Regions from separate parts of the Mus musculus genome. Here region 2 is linked to region 1. Evidence: chromatin contacts called from public HiChIP or PLAC-seq data. All regions are on one chromosome and are shown on one strand. The core of a region is the stretch at or near the end of the contact, and the rest is flanking DNA. Distances in the headings are between cores, read along the strand shown.

Evidence for each region. HiChIP or PLAC-seq counts read pairs in DNA pulled down with a chosen protein or histone mark.
Region 2: a contact with region 1 is called in a CTCF HiChIP or PLAC-seq map of the NIH/3T3 cell line, with 7 read pairs. The contact joins two enhancer-like sites. A contact is called at or near these places in 1 of 15 datasets of contacts at CTCF or cohesin (the NIH/3T3 cell line), 4 of 484 Hi-C or Micro-C datasets (3T3-L1-derived adipocytes, bone marrow-derived macrophages, cerebral cortex and 1 more) and 3 of 115 datasets of contacts at active chromatin or transcription factors (the NIH/3T3 cell line, astrocytes and heart atrium).

The regions. Positions count from the first base shown.
Region 1 is chr14:47,749,303-47,754,580 of GRCm38.p6, forward strand. No RefSeq gene overlaps it. Among named protein-coding and RNA genes, the nearest start is that of 4930538L07Rik, 5.6 kb to the right of the region's middle. Within about 2 kb of position 2,344, at least 43 of the 459 cell types and tissues checked have an H3K27ac peak or open chromatin away from gene starts, as enhancers often do. A contact at or near this core is called in the NIH/3T3 cell line, where this site is marked.
Region 2 is chr14:48,274,887-48,280,003 of GRCm38.p6, forward strand. It overlaps a transcript of Peli2 not described here. Among named protein-coding and RNA genes, the nearest start is that of Gm52144, 72 kb to the left of the region's middle. Within about 2 kb of position 3,310, at least 14 of the 459 cell types and tissues checked have an H3K27ac peak or open chromatin away from gene starts, as enhancers often do. A contact at or near this core is called in the NIH/3T3 cell line, where this site is marked.

The sequences.
Region 1 (5,278 bases), core at 1,094-3,593:
ATCCGGGTGTGAGACACGTCCCTCCTAGGCCTATAAAAGCAGCACCAGTTCTGGGCTCGAGGTCTTTTCGCCTCTACAATCAAGCTCTCCCAATAAACGTGTGCAGAAGGATCCTGTTGCAGCGTCGTTCTTCCTGGCCAGTCGAGCGCGCGCAAGAGACAGGGTTTCTCTGTATAGCCCTGGCTGTCCTAGAACTCACTCTGTAGACCAGGCTGGCCTCGAACTCAAAAATCCGCCTGTCGCTGTCCTCGCCGCCTGCAGTCTCCGACCCGCAGAAACAAGAACGACGCGGATACCAAGTCTGGTTCACGCAACAGCTTCTTTTACTCCTTCTTGCAGTTTTTCTTACCACAATCTCTTCCACTTAGGGCAAGGACAACAACATCGACCCTCCCATACTCGCGCAGACCAACCTCATCTCGCTCCACACCACCTCATCCAATCAGAAATCACACATGCTCCAGATACCAGCTCAGGTCAGTCACCGATAGGCTGACAGGTCCGGATCACGAGGAACAGTCCAGCCTGGCAGGCAGCCCACACATGCAGCCTCACTGCAAGGCAGTAAACATGTGGGGTTCACGGGGCCTGGCACTGGGCCAGGGCACTGTCTAGGCCCATGCAGCCGAACCCGCTTCCTACATCTGCCTGCCTCTGCCTTCTGAGTGCTGGGATTAAAGGCATGTGCCACCATACCCGGCTCAGGCAGATTCTAAGGACAAGAGCAAAAAGCAGCTAGTTCTTTGCCAACATATCACAAGAATGGTCTCAATTATAACCGATATTGTTTCCCTCTGAGACGTCCTGAGCTTGTCTCTGTAGTCCACATTGCTTTTAGCACTATTATATAAGCTCCTACTAGGATAGCCCATAAAACTAGCTTACAGCATTCTACTGCTTTCTCTGTCCTAAGTCTTCCACATTTCTCCCCAAAACAGAATGATCGGTCCTCTCAAGGCAACAGCCCACTCCCTGGTACCAACTTCTGTCTTAATTACTTCTCTCTTGTTGTGATAAGACATCATGGCCAAAGAAACTTCATAAACATCATGGTGGAGAAACATGGCAGCAGGCAGGCAGGCAGGGCACTAGAGCAGTAGAGGAGGGCTCACATCTTAATTGACAAGCACAAGGAAGAGAGCGGGGAGGGGAGAGGAAGAGGGGAAGGGGAGAGAGCTCTCCTTTCTCAAAGGCTGCCCCCAGTGGCTCACCTTCAACAAGGCCACACCTCCTAGCAAGCATTTCTTTCCAAACTGCTTTGCAAATAGTTCTACCAACTGGAACCAAGTATTGAAATACAGAAGCACTTGGAGCCATTCTCCACTCTCCAGCCTAGGTGCAGTGATAAGGTTCAGATTCCGCGAGAGGACCTGTTTTGAAAAATAAAGATGGAGGAACTGGAGAGCTGGCTCTGGTTCAGAGCACTGGCTGCTCTTCCAGAGGACAGGGCTTCAATTCCCAGCACCCACATTGGTGGCTCACAACTATCTGTAACTCTGTTCTTTTCTGGCTTTCAAGGACACCAGGCACTCACGAGGTGCAGATACACATTACAGGCAAAACACCCATGCATATAAAATAACAACAGACACACACACACACACACACACACACACACACACGGTGGAGACTAAGAAGGGACAAACATCTGATGTCCACCTCTGGCTCCCACATGCACCCACATGCACATGCACACACTAAAAGTAGCCAGTACACACAACACACAATGAACACATGTAAACAAACATTGGAAAGTTTTGCTTGCAATATAAAATTGAAAACAATTGTGTGTGAGTGCCTGAGTGTATGTGTGCATACCATAGTCCTTGGAGACCAGAAGAAGACACAGATCCCTTGGAATTGGAGCAGCCATTTGATGTGGGTGGTGGGAACCAAACTGGGGTCCTCTGTAAAGCAGAAAGTCCCCTTAATGATTGAAGTGTCTCTCCAGCCCCATGTTTGTTCTGATTTTTTTTCTTATAACCTGATCACACAGTTATCAGGTGTAAATTTCTAGATGACAATGTTGGCTTTTAATATCAAAAGGCTAAAGAAGCCTGAGTCTAAAGCAGTGCCAGATGAGATGAGTGGCCGGGAGAGTATATGCAGTTCCCAGAGCTGTCCAGATGCACACGGTCACCTGCAAAAGCACACGGAGGGACCCCACACACTAGAGAAACAAAAGGAAGTCTTTCCACCACCACCACCACCACCACAATCATGATCAGCATCACCTTTGCCATCCATCCTTTAACTTGCAACTTTCACTTGCAACTCCTCTCACACATTCACGAGTTCCGTCACTAGGGGGAGGTAACAGACAGTGCATATAAGCAAACTTGAAAGGCTATAGTTCTCTTGAAATGATGCTTGAGAATTTAACATAGGTAAAGCAGAGGCTTGTTTTCAGGGCTGGTTGTCCTCTTCATCAAGGTTTGAGCTTTGGATACACACACACACACACACACACACACACACACACACACACACACACACACACACACACACACACACATCTTCATCTGTCACTTTTGCTCAATAAGTAGCCTTTTTCTTTATTCTCTGACTTCCTGCCTCTTTCTCCATGGGACTCTACTGGGCCATTTCTGTTTTCCCTGGGGTGCCTCGCTCTCTCCATCCCATTCCATTCCCATCTGAGTCTGCAACTTTGTTGCCAACTCCCAAGTGGTGACTCACGGGGATGGGGAGGGGAGGAGGGGTGTCTCTGAAGCCTGGCCTGTTTGGACACTTAATGTACTACTCTGAGTATTTTCTAGGTCATTTTCATCCCCCTTTTTCTTCCTATGGTGATTCCCCCCCTCTTTCCATTATTCCACATCTGTCTTCATTTCCATCCTGCCTGGTAGAATGCCAGGCCCCGTTCCAGGCCTAACCAGTCAGCGGCTAGTTAGCTCCGACTCAGAATTGATCTGATCGTAGCTTCAGGGTACTCCGTCCCCCTGCAGGTAAACCGCTGTCCATTTTCTAGTGCTGGTTTGCTGGCCCTTGCCCCTCTTGATCTTGTGGTTGGCCAGTCTGTTTTCTCTACTCTTCAAGGGTTTTCCGAGGCCAGTCCCAAAGTTTTTCTGTGAATAAGTTCACTGTGGGGACTGCTCTGCTCCCCCAGGTACAAGTGACCTCTCCCACCCCAGCCTGCTTAGAACTATAGCCTTGTGGCATTTCTAGTCTATCAGAACACCGTCAGCACGATCCTGTAGACAGACACGCACACCAGGAATGGGTTTCCTACAGTGCTGGGTGTGAGGAGTCTGAGACTTGGGCAGGTCTAGCCAGTTTTGGATTGTAGATGGCCTGCTTCTTGTATCCAAGAAGATGGATTTCCCAGCCCACTTCTCTTTGTGTGGTAAAAGAGAGAGCACTCACCCCTTTCACAGGGTACTAATCCCACTGAGGAGGGCTCAGCTACCACGACCAACTCCCATCCCATGACCCACACGTCATCTTTTGCTTTGCTTTTTAATTGTTTTTGCTTTGTTATTTGACATAGGATCTTTCTACGTAGCCTTGGCTGTCCCAGACCTTGCTCTGTAGATCAGGCTTCAAACTCACAGAGTTCCATTTGCCTCTGCCTCCCAAGTGCTGGGATTAGAGGTGTGTGCCACCAGGCCCATCCCAAAGCCACCGTTTCTTAACACCTCCCATTGAGGGGTGGGTAGAAATTAGGGGCCACTGACATCTGATCCACAACAGGCTGTTCTGCCCAAGGGAAGAGTGGCTTTTACAAAAAGTTTGGATTTGTTTATGAAGTGGCTCAGCCTTGCCTGCGCCTCCAAGAACCGTAAGCTCAGCTTGCTCTCAGTTGCCTCTCTTGCCTCAGGGCTTGCAGTTGCCTCAGGGCTTGCATAGTGGCCCCATATTTTTATCTTGAGAACTCCTGCTTCTCCCCAAATAACTGTTCTAGTTAGGTTTATTCATCAATTTTACACAGTCTAGAGTCACCTAAGATGAACATCTCTAGTTTTAGGTCAGCTTAACACAGCAACATCAGAAAGGAGGGAACCTCAGTTGGGAAAATACCTTCCATGAGATCCAGCTGTAGGGCATTTTTTAAATTAGTGATTGATTCAGGGAGGGCCCAGCTCATTGTGGGTGGTGCCATCCTTAGGCTAGTGGTCCTGGGTTCTATAAGAAAGAAGGTTGTGCAAGCCATGGGAAGCAAGCGAGTAAGCAGCGCCCCTCCATGGCGTCTGCATCAGCTCCTGCCTCCAGGTTTCATCCTATTTGACTTCCTGCCTTGACTTCCTTCAGTAATGAACTCTTGTGTGAAAAATATTGAAGAAGCCAAATAAACTCTTTCTTCCCCAACTTGCTTTTGGTTATCATGTTTCACCATATAGTTCTAGTAGCCCAAGGACAGCCTCTTTTGAGTCTGTGTTGGAGCAAGCAGAGAAGGAGAGAATGCAGTGGAGCACTGGCCGTCGGCAGGGTGTCTCAGGTTACTCACTCCTCCCTTGGCAGGGAGAGGCACAGCTTTCTGTTAGAGCTGGTATGCATTGACTCATTTGTAACTTCCTCTGGGTTCTTCCTAACTTACAAAGCACAGACTTTCCTTTCTTTGCTCTTCCAAGATTTCCACCAACAGCAGAAGTTTATCTAGCACAGGGAGGTTCCGGGAACTCAGTGAGGCTAGGGATGGTGCCTTGGTGCACACTATTATTCTATTATTGAGTTCCCACACTCAATATACCTGAAGGAATCTAAGGCTGACTTCATTACTAATAGAACTAGAAAGAATGGACAATCACACAAGACAAATCTTTCCTGTGACGTATAAACTTGTGCTTTGATGTCGAAGCTGTTTTAGAGGAAAGATCACATGGTTAAAGAGCTAAGTTCCAGGTTTGGATGATACTGATAGAAAACACAGGTAAGTCTGAATGAACCCCAATAGGAAGAACCTGCATTCTCCTGCCCTATAACACACCCCAAGACTACAGTCTCCTTCAAGTTCCCCAAAGGCAGGCTGGCCTCAAGTGATGGAGTGACGGACAACTATGAGAACGTCAGAAGGCTCTGGGGAAGCCTTAGATCCATCTTAGGGCAAAGACACTGCCCCCCAGGTCCTGTTTCCTGGAAAGGCAGAATGAGGCTGAGAGAGGCCTGTGGTAAGGGTGGGGAAGGTGTGTGTGTGTACATTGGCATTTGTTCCTGTTTAAAAGGACTGAGTGAGCAGCTGGGTGAGGTTTAGACTCCCGAGGAGTGAAACACAAACAACACATCTTGGCAGTCTGAGCCAGAGGCTGTGTCTTAGTTAGGA
Region 2 (5,117 bases), core at 2,060-4,559, 530 kb after region 1:
GTATATAAGGAGTGAGGTTTGGTTCAGGTGGCTCTGCATTGTTGAAGGATGGGTAAACAGTAAGCTCTGATCCCTGGGGCAAACACAATCATTCCCCTGAAGATTTCACCTACCTCCTCCATGCAGAAGCAATAAAGTAGGCCTTCTTCAGCTCCACCAATGGACAGCAGGGTCTCCTTTTTAGGAACAGCCCATCTCTCTTTGTTCTCTTCCCATCAAGTCCTCTGCTTGGGACTGTACAGAGTGGCCATTGTAGAGAACTTTGCATGGAAATCTTTATGTATTCTTACTGTCTCCTTTTCTTCTCCATGGGGAAGAGCTGCTCAATGGTTATAGTAGACTTAGTTACAGCTTTAACTTGCTTTGTGGGGGGCTGCTATCTCCTCAAATGTTATCCTGTTTCTAGACCTTACTTAGGAAAGTACACAATTACAGCTTAAGGGGTTACTATGACAACCTCTATATATTATTCTAAATTGTTCTAGACCTGCAGAGCTTAATTTGATTGTAGGGTTTTTAATTAATGACATCTATATTTCCTACAATAGCACATTTTTAATTAATGAATTAGAAACAGAAACAAAAGGTAGTTAGATTGTTTTTCCATTAAAAGATAGTTTATTTTAATGTGTTGCTTCCATTTGTGCTGCTCAAACAACAGAGCTTTTTTTTTTTTTTTTTGAGACAGGGTTTCTCTGTGTAGCCCTGGCTGTCCTGGAACTCACTTTGTAGACCAGGCTGGCCTCGAACTCAGAAATCTGCCTGCCTCTGCCTCCCGAGTGCTGGGATTAAAGGCGTGTGCCACCACACCCAGCTCAGAGCATTATTTTAACCTAAACCTTTGTTACTGAAAAATTGGTACTAACTTCTGGAATAGACCGCCATGTAAGGAATGTGAGGCAAGAACTTCATCAGTAGGAAAATCTAACAGAACTAGCCATGCACCTTGGTGTCTGCAGTTGGCTCTTGCAGGCTGTCTCAGGATGTCCTCCACCACTGTCAAATACTGAACTACACCGGAAAGCGGACCACTGGAATGTCTAAAATGCCTGAATATTTTCTCTTGAGGTTGATATGTTTTCTTGACTCCTTTTTTTGGCTTAAATGGAGAAGTGGACAACAACAGAGGTGAGAAGAATATGAGTTTTCATCGACATTTTGAGACAATTTTATTAAAGAGATATGTATTAATAGTTTAATTGTGGTATGAAACCAACACATTTCCAAATTTCCTTACTGTTACCTTTATCTTCATTTTTCATTTTTTAATTTCCATCAGATGACAGAATAGTCTTTCTGTATTTAGGGAACATAAACCCACAGACAAAGCCATAAAGTGTTGGTTGCTTGCTCGTGTAGACCAGATTCACAGCAAGCCACCTACTTATTAAAAAAAAAAAGATTTATTTATTTATTTATTTATTTATTTATTTATTTATTTATTTATTTATTTAATGTATGGGAGTACACTGTAGCTGTCTTCAGACACACCAGAAGAGGGCGTCAGATCCCATTACAGATGGTTGTGAGCCATCATGTGGTTGCTGGGAATTAAATTCAGGATCTCAGGAAAAGGAGTCAGTGCCCTTGCTGAGCCATCTCTCCAGCCCACCACCTATTTTGATAACATATATTTAGTCTATAACTTGATCACTGTATCAGGTGTTTTCTTCATTATATCTCTGATTTGTGCCAAAGATACCTGGACTCCACTGTTCTAAGATTTTGCTACCAAAGCTGACAGTGTTGGTGTGCATGCTTCATCCTGTATGAGACTAGTGCTGTATGTAAACTATATCGAGGAATAAAAATACATCCCACCCACCACAACCTCCTTGCTCAGCACCATCCAGTCTTACAAATTGCCTCAACCAGATCTGGCCCAGTCTGGTCATCAGATGGCTATCCACAACCACAGCCTCATTTGTGTAGGGATAGGTAAGCCTTCTATCTCCATTAACTCTTACTGTCAAATTGATTGAACTGAGGATCCAGGAGATTATAAACCACACTCCAGGTCTACAGGGTGTTTCCAGGGAGGATGCACGACAAGAGGAGGATCACCCTGAACCGGGGTGATGCTATTTGATAAACTGAGAAAGAAGAAGGAAAAGGGAGGAAACACTATCTCCTTGCTTCCTGGCAGCCATGATTTGTGTGGCCTGGCTCCCGCATGAGAGTGAAACCTCTGAGCCCATGAGACAGAGTCAGCTCTCCCTCCATCAAATTGTTTCTCTGGTGTATTTGGTCATAGTGACTGCATTGGTTACTCCTGTGTCCTTGTGGCCAGATTACATGATGCAATTTAGAGGGAGCTTGGCTCATTGTTTCAGAGGTGTTGGTCCATCATGGGGCACATGATAAAACAGAGATGTTTACGTCCTTGTGGACCAAGAAACAGAAAGAAGTAACGTAAAAGGAGTCCAAAACAAGATACAGGTCTGTGCTCCCTCGTCTGTGCTCCATGCCCACGCCCATGGCCTATGTCTTCCAGATAAGCCTCACCTCCTACCACACATCTCCTAATAAAAGCGTCAGGCTAGGAATCTGCCAAAGAATAAATCCACTCATTAGGTTAGAGTCCTCACAATCTGATTGCCTCTGAAAATATCATCACAGAGGTACAATTCACTAACCTCTTAGGCATCTCTCATTCTAGTCAGATTTCCAATGAAGATTCTTTGTAACAATGAGAAGAAAGTCTGATGCTCAGGACTAGAGAGATGACTCAGTAGTTAAGGACACACTGACTGCTCTTCCAGAGGATTTAAGTTCGACTCCTAGTACCTGCCTGGTGGATCAGAGTTGTGTTGAAACTATAGTTTCAAGGGATGCAATGCCCTCTTCTTTCCTCTTTGGGCACCAGGCATGTACACAGTACACAGACATACATTAAAACAAAGCATAAAGAAAAAAATCTAACATACCTCCATGCCTCCTTGCAATCACAGGACTACGTGTAATAGAGAAGCATCCGGATGAATCTGTGACTCAGTCTACCCAACCTCCTTCTCTAAGGTCTGGCCTACTCAACTGGGACCAGGGAGAAGGCATCAGTTCCTAGCTCAACATTAGCTAGTAGTGAGGCAGCATAAACAACTCACCAGGAAACTGCAGACTCTTTCATAATGCTATTTTCTTCCTTAAATTAATGGAAGAGCTGTGGGAAAATTCCCACTAGCACCGTTGTTAGGGTTTCTTGGCAGATCGGGGCGAAGGAATGCCACAAAGTCACACTGAGCAATAGATCATGGGAGAGGTTTCCGTGGGTGGAGGTATATAAAGGCTGCTTCTTAACAAGGGGGGAAGGAAGAACAAACCAGGAAGGCACGGGCTTTATAACAAGGGGTAGTGTGTGTGCATAGGGAGAATACAGGACTTGTGGGAATAGTGGAAATATGTCCCATTTGATGGCTGGTGATGATGTGGGTGTTGGCACTGGGTCACTGAAGGCAGGCTAAGTGGTCCTTGGCTCACCAACAACTATAGCTGTTCCAACAAGATTGGTATGGTCTGCCTCTGTAGGATGGCTGTGTGCCAGGTATCTCAAAACAAAGATAGTATGGGATTAATGTCCTCAGATACAGCTCATGCTTTTTCTATATATTTATCTATAAAAATGAGTTTTTAAACTTTGTTTCCATGTGTCAGACGTTCTTCAGCTGCAAAATCATCATCTGGCATTGAACTAGAGCCAAGAAGTTTTATGTCTTGGTCACATCATGATAAGAAATAATCATGGAAAATTTGGGGCTTGGTTGCCTAGAATTTTTCTGGTTTCCTCAAATTTGTTTGTTTGGTAAAGGCAGGCTGTAAATGGTGGTGGTAACTATGGGGTGGATGGGACTACATTCCTAAATCCACTTCAGAAAGATTAGGCTGATCCAGAGGCCAGAAATCAGAATTTCAAATTATCCAACTCTGAGCTGGAGTTGAAAAGCAGCCTTTTAAGGTTAACTTGTTTAAATTATATGTTCCTTCCCTGTCTTGAGCAATTTAACAATGCATATATATGCGTATGCATCCAATCAGTTACCTCATACCTAATGCAAGGCACTGCACAAGGCAACTCACCAAATGTCGCCCAGCACAGAACAGGAATTAAATGGGTATCTTACAGAGTCAAGGAAATGTGCTACAGCTAACAGAGTCGTTTCTGCTTCCTATGGCCAAGGCAAGGCAGGGGAGACCTGGGCTGATACCAAATATTGCCAGCTGGGGCAGGAAAGGCAGACCACAAAAGAGGTGATAGTCTATAGCCAGGCAAATGGTGAACAAACACTCTCTTGCTTCTTATACATGAGTAAAACCAGCCACAAGAAAGTTGGTACCCAGATGTGGGGCTGATGTGATGCAGATCTGACCGTGTGGCTCTTGACTTATGGAAGTGACTTTTGTGGATGGATGTAATAAAAATTAGAAGCTTCTAGAAAAGGCCTAGAATGTAGAAACCTTGGTACAGCAGGCCATTCTAGTGCGAGCTCAGAAGACCAGAGCAGAGGGAAACATGGACAGTGGAGGCATAGCTCATGAGGCTTCAGAGAGGCCAGGACTCTGAAAACTGGACTAGAAAGCGTTCCTGTTACAAGCAAAGAATCTGGCTACATTCTGCCCATGTCCTGAAAACTTGAGTGAGGTTAAATTTTAAAAAGAAACAGACTTGGTTGTTTGGCAGAAGACATTTCCAGATGACACCCAGGCTCTGGTGTGGTTACTGCCCACTATGCAGTCAGCTTTACCGTGTGAGAAAACAGAAAGACCTGCAAAGTGTGCAGTTTGGCAGGAAAAAGAGTGTGAGCTTAGAGATGCAGACAAGCAGCCATAAGTGTTAAAGAGGTTTAGTGCCCTGGAAGTAAAACCTGATCTCTTTACTACAGCAGTAAGAAAGGGGCCCTAAAGATAAGATCCTACCTGTGGAAGGCTCCAACTTATAGAAATGAAAATTCATTAGAAAGAAGATAGCCTGAGTTGAGACAGCCTATGAAAGGATTTCCTACAGGAAAACAACTGTCTAGGAAAGTAGATTTGGCCATAAAGGCTTGTAGAAAGCACTACAGCTGTAGGAGTGCAGCCTACATGGAGAGCTTAAACAGCAGAACTCACTGTTATTCGTATGT